Regions from separate parts of the Acanthopagrus latus genome. Here region 1 is linked to region 2. A link is a contact called in public Hi-C data. All regions are on one chromosome and are shown on one strand. Each heading gives the region's core, a stretch centred on a gene start, on an enhancer-like site or on the middle of the called end of the contact. The rest is flanking DNA. Distances are from core to core; before and after follow the strand shown. Region 1 holds the start of selenot1a (thioredoxin reductase-like selenoprotein T1a). Region 2 holds the start of LOC119010753 (calcyclin-binding protein).

What was found. A called contact is a pair of places that touch in the nucleus more often than the background predicts.
Region 1: a contact with region 2 is called in a Hi-C map of muscle, with 5 times the contacts expected there. The contact joins the promoter of selenot1a here to the promoter of LOC119010753 in region 2. A contact is called at or near these places in 3 of 4 Hi-C or Micro-C datasets (liver and muscle).

The regions. Positions count from the first base shown.
Region 1 is chr21:20,351,583-20,356,340 of fAcaLat1.1, reverse strand. selenot1a (thioredoxin reductase-like selenoprotein T1a) reads right to left here and starts at 2,668. Exons shown (of 6, transcript XM_037083574.1): 1 at 2,478-2,668; 2 at 1,421-1,531. The coding sequence starts at 2,611. kif2c (kinesin-like protein KIF2C) reads right to left here. Exons shown (of 23, transcript XM_037085306.1): 18 at 4,696-4,758; 19 at 4,518-4,585; 20 at 4,319-4,397; 21 at 4,154-4,234; 22 at 3,949-4,042; 23 at 3,426-3,780. The coding sequence ends at 3,719.
Region 2 is chr21:20,164,704-20,169,499 of fAcaLat1.1, reverse strand. LOC119010753 (calcyclin-binding protein) reads right to left here and starts at 3,392. Exons shown (of 6, transcript XM_037083174.1): 1 at 3,234-3,392; 2 at 2,099-2,309; 3 at 1,916-2,012; 4 at 1,728-1,827; 5 at 1,178-1,272; 6 at 1-806. The coding sequence starts at 3,251. The coding sequence ends at 644. mrps14 (28S ribosomal protein S14, mitochondrial) reads right to left here. Exons shown (of 4, transcript XM_037083175.1): 3 at 4,655-4,796; 4 at 4,019-4,403. The coding sequence ends at 4,221.

The DNA.
Region 1 (4,758 bases), core at 1,419-3,918, 190 kb before region 2:
TCCAGTGTGTTTATTAAAGAGTTCAACTGATTAGGACCTGGGGGTTTTAGTGACACCACACCTCTAACTACAACACCTGGGATTACATACTCTGTGCCAGTGATGCTTAACAGACACTCTGACTTTAATACATCAGTTAAAATATCCACATATTCATGATGTGAAACATTCACTAAGTGGCCAGTTTATAAGATACACCTTTCTAAAAAGTAACCAGGGTTCTCACATCAAATTCAGTGACATTTCAATGGCTTCACAGGCCCAGTTCCTTCAAATTCAAGAACCCAACACAGCATAAGTTTGAGACAAAGTAAAATATTGTTATATCATTGACAATTTAAAAAAAACAGGCATAATGGAAGTCTACAGACCACAATTTAATAAAAACTTGAGAACTTTGATTTCAGTTATTGCATTAAATATATAAATTAATTTCAATGACCTAGATCTGTTTTCAAATATGTTCAAAGCTTTGATTTTCTCTACTCAAATTTAGACTTTCAAGAATTTCAAGGGCCCATGGTAACAGTGACTAATACAGTCAAATATAATCATTCAACTGTTTGGTCATTTTGAAGGATGTAGTTTGTGGTGCTGTTGAATTGTTCTGCATTTTACAGAAAGGGGTTCTGATGTTAATACTATCCCTAATAGTTTAAATATGGAGGACAGAATAGTAGGAACAACTAAGAAGATTCTATGTGACGACTATGCTGGATTAAGTTATTGTAATTCACATTATCACCCCGATAATCATTATCATCATTGTGGAGGAAACAACAGGGTAGTTGTGCCTTCAGCAAAGGTGGGAGGGTGAGGATTTTACAATGACTAGAAAGATGAAACAATTCAAAGGAAGTCAACCTACAATGGGGCTCTGTGCTACTGAAATACAGCTTTTTCAAGTCACTTGTGAGGATATCCAAAATGATTGTTTTTATTGCAATCCATGATAAAATCTTATTTTGTCCCATCCAAAACTAAAACATTGTGATCTACATAAAAGGAAAGAGTTATTGCAGAGCAGCTGTATTAGACTATTAGTTTTAGCTAGATGTGCCGAATAACCTGGCAATTGAGTGCATGTCAGTCACAAACACTTCCCTTAAATGAACTACAATCAAAAGTGAAAAAGAAATCCCTGGGGTTGATGAGTGTAAGAATGTAGGATGTGATTAATTTCTTATAATAAACACACATTTATAACATGATGCACCTTTGACCTTAACTTTGTCATCTTTAGATCCAGTGGTTTTGTCTCTACAACTACCAAAGACATATCCACCACCCGATAAGACTAAACTGCATGGGAATTCCAGTTCTACAGTCAAATCGCAGCTAATCCCATTCAGCTTTAACAAATCTGGATATAATCCACTTGTAACAAAGCAGACAGACAATCTCTCTCTCTCTCTCTTACCGGTAGAGGGGTATGGGAAGATAGTTCTCCCCTTCAATGCGGATGTCTGGGTACCGCTGGTACAAGGCCTGCGTGTACTCCTCAAACACCCGCTTGTACCCTCAGGATATGCTGTGTGAAGACAACCACACCGTTAGAAAGACAAACACGGACATTAAGCAGCCACAGCAACTGACAACGAATTAAGCCTTTAGATCGAGTTTGTGTGAACTGCAGATCGCTTTTCCTGTTCATGGAAAGTTTTGGTGGCAGTGTGAAATTCCTGTTAGAAGCATGTTTAACCCACTTCCCATTCAGTACTCGCCAATGCTACATGCCTCTTTATGGCACATGTCTGCCGTTTGAATTGTGTTCTTGTTTACTTTAGTTACAAGGTTGCACTAGATGTGACAATATGATTAGCATAACCCCCTGGTTACTGATCAACACGTTACCTTGTTATTGTTAATGATTTATAATGTATAGCTAGCTACGTGCTGTAACCAGTACCTTTCCGTGAGATATGCTAACTTCCCAGCATGATTCAAAATGTTTAAATGGCATGAAATAATTCCAGGCAGACTGAGCACCCTACATGGATTTATCATAATCCCATTGTCCATCAGATACAATGAACATGTTAATCCATACCACGAGGAAAGGCAATTTAACCAATAATGTTACTACCTTTAAGCGATAAGACAACTCGAAGTAATCTACATAACACAGAGAGACATTAGGAAATTATGTATAACACTGGCTAGCTCACGTAGCTGGATTTGACGTTAGCTTGGTAACTCGCATGTTTGACAGCGGAAGCGGAGCCATGTTTCAGTCGGGAAACGGGCAAAAACACGAGATCCTCCACAACAAGTTTTGACCAGCGGTTGAGTGATTTCGTTGATAAATAACTAGCAAAACGTGTACGGTGCTCAGACAGTGTGATAACACGAACCACCCTCATGTGAATTAGCTAGTCCCTTCCGAATGTCGGCCCGTCGTTGTTGTTAGCCAGGGAGCTGAACGCTAGCTAGCTAGCTCGCAATGACTCGCCAGATTTTACCGCTCGCACGCTCACCAAATTTGAAACTTGAGAAGGGGTCCCGTGGCGAACTGCATCTTCATCTTCTTCACGCCGCTGCTGTCACCGGCCGTGGCGCAGCACAGCGAGAAAACCCCCAAGACGAGGAGCGAAAAACGCAGCCACTTCATCGCGATCCGCGTTCCGGGGTCTGTTTCCTCACTTGGTCAGACGGAGAGGCGTGTTAATAACGACGGTTGGTTACTGGTTGGTTCCTCCTCTTCCTCGCGCTCTAATCTTGGATTCCACACATAGCCGGCGCCGACCGCCCCCGCCCCCTGCTGGTGTGGCGGTTCAACTGTACTACACCGTGTACATTATATAGTGAGTATTTTTAAAAACGACACCGTGTTTACAATTTTAATGAGGTAATAACTATTGTTGGGCACGTTACTTTCAAAAGGCAACATATTACATAGTACTAGTTCCCTTCATTTTTTCTAAAAGATATATTACAATATTATTGTCTGTGTAGAGACATATATTACTTATTACACTACTTTTAGTTACTAACTACTGAACCTAACTTTGTGCATTATGTTGGTTCTCTTTAATATTTTGTTAAAAAATGAAGCAGACACTGAAATGGGGAAAATAAAACAAGCTTAGTTGTCTTGCAAGTTAATTCCTCTCAAATGCTTGTGAGCTGGAATCTTAAGCAATCTGTATAAATTATTGAAACTCGTTCGTAATCAGTGCTCCTTTTTCGAACTGTTGTGAAGCCAGAGGATATCATATCATATTTTCAGGTGTGGTGTAGGTGCAAATCCATAAACTACATACAAAGTTTATATTAATACACTCTGACAAAACTGTGATCACTTCTTGCTTTATTTGAGTCTAAAAAGTAAATACTGTGCATCCCTTCGATCACGTTATGGCAAACATCCCCTTATATGTCATGTCAAATGTCTGGTAAAAGAAATGCCACTCAAAAGAGCCAAATGTGTTTATGACTAAAAGAAAAATACACTTTATTATTTTTGATAGAATTTCTGCTGCTGCTCCCAAAGTAGCATCCAACTTTATTCATGGTAAAACATCTACAGCGAAAAGTGCCGCATCAAACAATATACACCAGGAGATCCCAAAATGGTTTCTTACAAGACCTGCAATATTTTCAATGAGATAGTGTCTAAATTAAAGTTCCTTATTTAAGTCCATAATACAATAAAATCAAAAGGGAACTGCTTTAAAAGGTTTTGTAAATGGTGTGTAAGTGGGTTTGTGGGTTCGTCTTAGTGTTTCATCATCGCCAGACTCTCCTGATCCACAGCAGACTGCAAAGCCAACACCATGTCTGTGGATGACAGATGACACTTAATGAACAAAAGGTAAAGCACACGGAAATCCAAGATGTTGGTGTTTTTATGTAATGTTGTTGGTGTTTTGCTTATTCAACATTTGATGTTAGACTGGAATATTTTGCTAAACTAACGGAAAACCAAGATCAAGCTGTGGATTTTACCCAGTATCTTCCGAGAATGATCCACCAGGTCGGGAAGTTCCTCCTTGATGTTGTATGAGGTTTGCTCCATCGCCTTGACAAAGTCATTTACCCTCTGAGAGACGAAAGGGATTAATGTTTGAGGACTAAAGCAAAAAAATAAATGAATAAACTTGGCATTATTACTTGTATGTTGTAAAGAAGAGAAGACGTCCTCCAACTCTACCTTCAGTTCTACATAGACTTTCTCCTCCAACTCTGTCACTTGAGATATGGCATCATACACACTGGCATCCACAACAGATTCCTATAAAACACACAGTAAACAGCAAAATTAAGCCAACTATAAATACACTAAATCAACATAAACTATGATCTCAATCAATCTCACCTCCTCTGTGGAGCTGTCCAAAGGCTCTTGTAGCTTGGCTGCTCCACTGGACGTGGAATTGCCATTCAGTTCCTTCACTCTGTCATAGAGAGGAGGAATACTCTATGTTTTAAGTTTCTTTACAAACAAAATAGGATTTAAATCACAAAAAAATATCCAGGAGCACCATAAAGTTAAACTTCATTGGCTAACTTTGTACCTGTCAGCATAACGTAGTGTGTTCATTGTGTATTCACATGAAGCCATGCCCGGAGAGACCATGGCAATCTGTGGAAGGAGACGAGGACAAAGACTCACACCACTGTTTGTGTGCTTGATTGGCCCGCATCTGCTTTTGAATGAAATCAGACCATAAAGCACTAAAAGCCAAAACATACCATGCAGGTCTTGGACTTTTCTCCAATGAAGGAATCTCTGAGGACCTTGGTCAAAGTGCTCAT
Region 2 (4,796 bases), core at 2,143-4,642:
TCATGTTGTCTATTGCATTACATGGCAATAACAACATTTGATGCCATCACTTTTTTCTGACAGTAAATCTTCCAACAAATTGTGGCAAGCTTAATATCCATCAAAGTATTATAAGCATGACTTTGGCAAATGTACACTTGAAGACATCTTAAATATCAGCTCAGTTTGGCTGCGCAGAACAATATTAAGATGTAACTGTACAGAACAAGTCTCATATGTTTCATTCACTCTGGTCCAAAATTATACTATGAACTACTGACAGACATATATCTCAAGAAAAACAACTGCATTGTGGTCCTTTAACCCATGAAATCTAGATTTTCAAAACAAAATAAAAGTGGCAAAAACTTTTTTTTTTTTTGCCATGTTAAGGTTGCCATCTGCTGGACAGCACACTTGTGCCTGGGCAGGCATTTTCTGTGCAATCTGTTGAGAGGTTTATGTTTTATGTCTCATGACTCTCAGAATACCAGGGCCAAAAATGAGGGGCTAAGACATTAATCCCAACATCTTATGTATGATGATTTATATATGTATATATCGGACATAAGTTTCAACCCACAACATTTAATATTCAAGTCTTGTCAGCTGCGTCCCTGGCGGTTTTCAGCCCGTCCTGCTGTGGAAGAGCAGTGAGTGCATTTCAGAAGTCCATCATGCCCTCTCCTCGGACTTTTTTCTCTTGGGACTCTGACCAGGCTTTGTTGATGGTTCTCTTCATCTCGTCGTCTCCCTCTGAGTAAATCTTCTTCAGCATGTTCATCAGGCCGTCGCCGGGGTCTGCATTGTCATCAACAGCGGGTTTCCTGTTGAGGGACAAAATGAAAAACAGTTTCTACCTGTTTCTCGGAATGGTCCCATTCATGTCCTGTATGCGCACACTCAAGGTTGCAGCACATATAGCGACACCTGGCATGCAGATGTGATACTGCGCTTCAAACACCAGTCTGACATGAGTAGGAGAATGGGGGAGACTGGCCGACTGAGAAATTTGTTTTAACAAAGCTGCTCACAACGTTGTTTATTAGCCAATGAAAACACATCAGTAGTAGTACCATTCATATGCATCATAGACACTGTACAGTTACTTGAAGGGTGCAGTGGTCTTCCGTCAATAACAATTACTGCTTTGTTCAAATTATTTCACTAAACTCTATCATTATTTCTTTGAACTTACTCTTTGTCTTTCGCCAGCTTTTCCACCTTTGTTAGGTACTCCCACTTCTTTGCTGACTGCTTCTTGCACATGACCAGGACCATGTCTGTTTTGATCTGTTGAAGGGAGGAAAAATGGTTTCAGGCGTTTTTCGAAAAGCCAACAAGACTCCGGTGCTTTGTTTTCAAAACAGAAGATGGCCTACTGAATCCAAGTGTAAAATGCACATCAACAATGAGCCTGAAATTCAGCAGTTGGGATGAAAAAGGACAACTTGATTTCTCTGATGCTGCTGGATTTTCAAAACATTTAGGAACTGCCGAACACAACTGTCATTACAAGTCATTAAGTATGGTCGGATACTGTTTCAGTACTGTCACCGTACTGAATGGTACCAAACACCAGCCATCCGTACTTTATTAAACCTTTCTAAAGGAAAAAAAAGTTTCCATGTTTAAAGCGCATTAACACAAGTATCAAGCTTCAGAAATCGATTGAAGATGCCATGCTTATGCATATGTCTATCAAAAACTCAGTCTAATTCTTAAACTGATGAAAAGGCTGTATTCACCTTTTTATAGCTCTCCTTTTCATCAATTGGGTATAACAGGTTGAGGACTGTCATCTGATGGTTTTTCCCACCTAGATCCTTCACTAACACAGAGAAGGACCTACAAAAGAAGGAATGAGAAAATATGGTTATTAACATGAGGAATAATAAACACTGTGTATATGTATGTATGTTGATGACCAGCTTACCCTTCTGTAAAGTTGACTTCCACGTTCTCTGATGGAATTGTGTGCACATCCTTCAATGTGAGGTAAATTTTGACGAATTTCTCTGACTGGTCCCAAGCTGCACAGAAGAGGCAAACATGTGAACACTTCTTCCTCTGCACTCACACGAATGACCGGCAGTCTTACGAAACAATGGTACCATACCATAGTTGGTGATCTTGACTGTGTACGTTGCTTTAGAGGCAGCAGACGGGTCTGCCGCTCTCCTGGCTTGTTGCTCCTTCTGTTGGCGTTTGACTGAAAGCTCCTTCTCCACCTTCTTTTGCTCCTGCTTCAGCAACTCCTGCACTCTTTTCCTCTCTGCCTTCTCCAAGAGGGAGCCCAGCTCCTGCAAATCTGCCTCCAGCTGGTTGATCTGTATTGAAGAAAGAATTAGACTTTGGAGAAACGTGCATCCCTGAATTTTTTGACACCGGCAAGAAGCTTGTGTTTTCACCCATGTCTCTCTGTTTGTCACTGGGTCACATGGCATTGAAGCTATTGACAATGCTGAATTTTCACAATTAATGTTCATATAAAATGCTGTGCGTTAAAGTGTATCTTATTTGTCTCATTAATTAATATAATTAGGCATTGATTTGGAGTCACTGGGTCACATTCTATTGAAGAAAATTATTTTTTGCAAAATGAATACGTTACACATCAGCAAAAAACGCCGCTGGGTGTCTCCGAGTTGAATGTCTGCCCAGCGTCCCCCCTTAAACTAACTGGATCCCGGTAGGTAACTTGAGGTCTTTGCTCGTCACGGGATGTCAACATAACGTTACAGCTTCATTGAACCTTGGTCCCTATACTTAAGTTACTCAATGCATCATTGCCGCCCCCACCCTTGTTTACTTTAAGCCGTACATTACAAAAAAATCCCTCGAGTTACATCTCTATACCATGATTACAAATAATGACAGCCGACATTAGCTAGCGTTAGTTACACACTACCCAGATGTTCTAGTATGTTCTAGCTAGCTAGCTAACTGGCTACAGTTACTGACATAACATTATCGCCACACACGAGTGGGACCATGTGTATGTGTATTTATTATATTTTACAACACGCGTTTTAAGATCGATTTAAAATGAAGATAGATACTTTTTGAAAGTGCAGATTAAAATAACAGACACTGCTAGGAACATCTTTTTCGCTGTGGCATGCTAGCTAGCAAAGTTAACTCATGTTAGCTAACTTAGCATTGATCGAACTGGTAGTTTTTAATGCTAACGCCATAAACCCAAGTCCTGCCCTGACAACCTGCACTCAATTGAACAAGGATACGATGTTTACCTGCTCGGTTAGATCCATTTGGGGATTTGTGTTTATCAGTTAATGTAAGCTGGGTTCAGAGATGTGTGCGTTCAGTGTTCTCTGCCCTGAGAGTCTGCGGCTATTGTTTCTTCTTCTTTACGATAAGTGGTGTACGGACCGCCAGCCTACAGGCGCACCACCGCCACGTACCGGTAGGAAGTGTTAACAGCCATAACATAAAAACATTGTAATTGTTATACAGTATATTTATGGAGTATGAATCCATAAAGGAAATACATTGAATCCGTACATTTTCGAATATTTCTTCAATTCAATTTAATATCCAAACACCATCCTGTATTCAAGACAAGTAGATAACAAATTAACTTTCTTTGGGTTTCCTCAGTTCAGTCTATAATAGTCCACCCTGACCCTACCAAAAGTGCAATTAAACTGATTTTCCAGACAGGCTTACTTTAAGACATGACTCAAGGATAACTAATAGCACTATTAATGACCCATATTCATTCATGACTTCTTTCAAAAACTATCAAGGCCTTGACTTTTTCCTCAGATTCAAAAACTTCCAAAGATTTCAAGTATCCATTGGAACCCTGAAAACTACTCATGAGCCAAACATAAACAACCACATAATAAATTTGAAAGGGAAGTCATTCAAATGGATTGTTTGACTTTGTACTTTCTAACCATGCAAAGATAAAATATTGCAGGTTTCTTGACCATATTGATATTAAAATACTCTAAAACATTGCTACTTCATGTTTCAACTATTACATTCGAAAAACAACTGAGGCACTGGAGGAAAAAGTTTTATAATGTACAACATTTATTCATAGATTTCTGAGTTACATGTAAGTATTCTCCAACAAGGAGTAACATTTATATTTTTGAATTGTATGTTTTTTGTTGTTCAGAAAAAAAGAAAATATAAATATAACAGGAGATTGAATGTGGATGTCCTGTTCGTCTGATCGATGTTTCACAGCCAACTGCAGTGTACCATGGTCACCACCTCGCCCTGAGTATACCAGACATCTGGTTGTGGTCAGCTAGGTGACGGAAGACAATCCGACTCAGTCTCCACCTGCGCTTCACTCCACGAGGCCTGGAGGTCAACACACACCTGTTGCGTATCCTCACAGGGCAGCTGTCCCTGGGTAACGCTGCAATTTCTTTATCTGCCAGCTCCTGCAAAAAATATTAAACAAGCAAATTCAACAATTATTGGCATTTGAAATTATTTGGAATCACCCTAGTTGTTGTGAATCACATCCTTTAAACTGTACACTCTGAACTATTAATTAGGACAACAGAAATTAATGGAAAAGCAACATGATATAACAACCCATCACAATCTGTTTCTGGTGAAATCTAACAAATGACAACACCAACTTAAATTCTATGACACGCAGAGTAAAAACTGGAATATTGCATCATACCTGAAGCTCTTTAGGCAGGATGGTGTTCTTCCTCAGCGCATTGATCCGGAGCCTCTCATCAGCGTAGTCGAAGGCCATCTGTCTTCTCTTGACGTCCCTCACCATCCTCCAGTCAACGTAGTAACTCCTCACCTGCTCCACC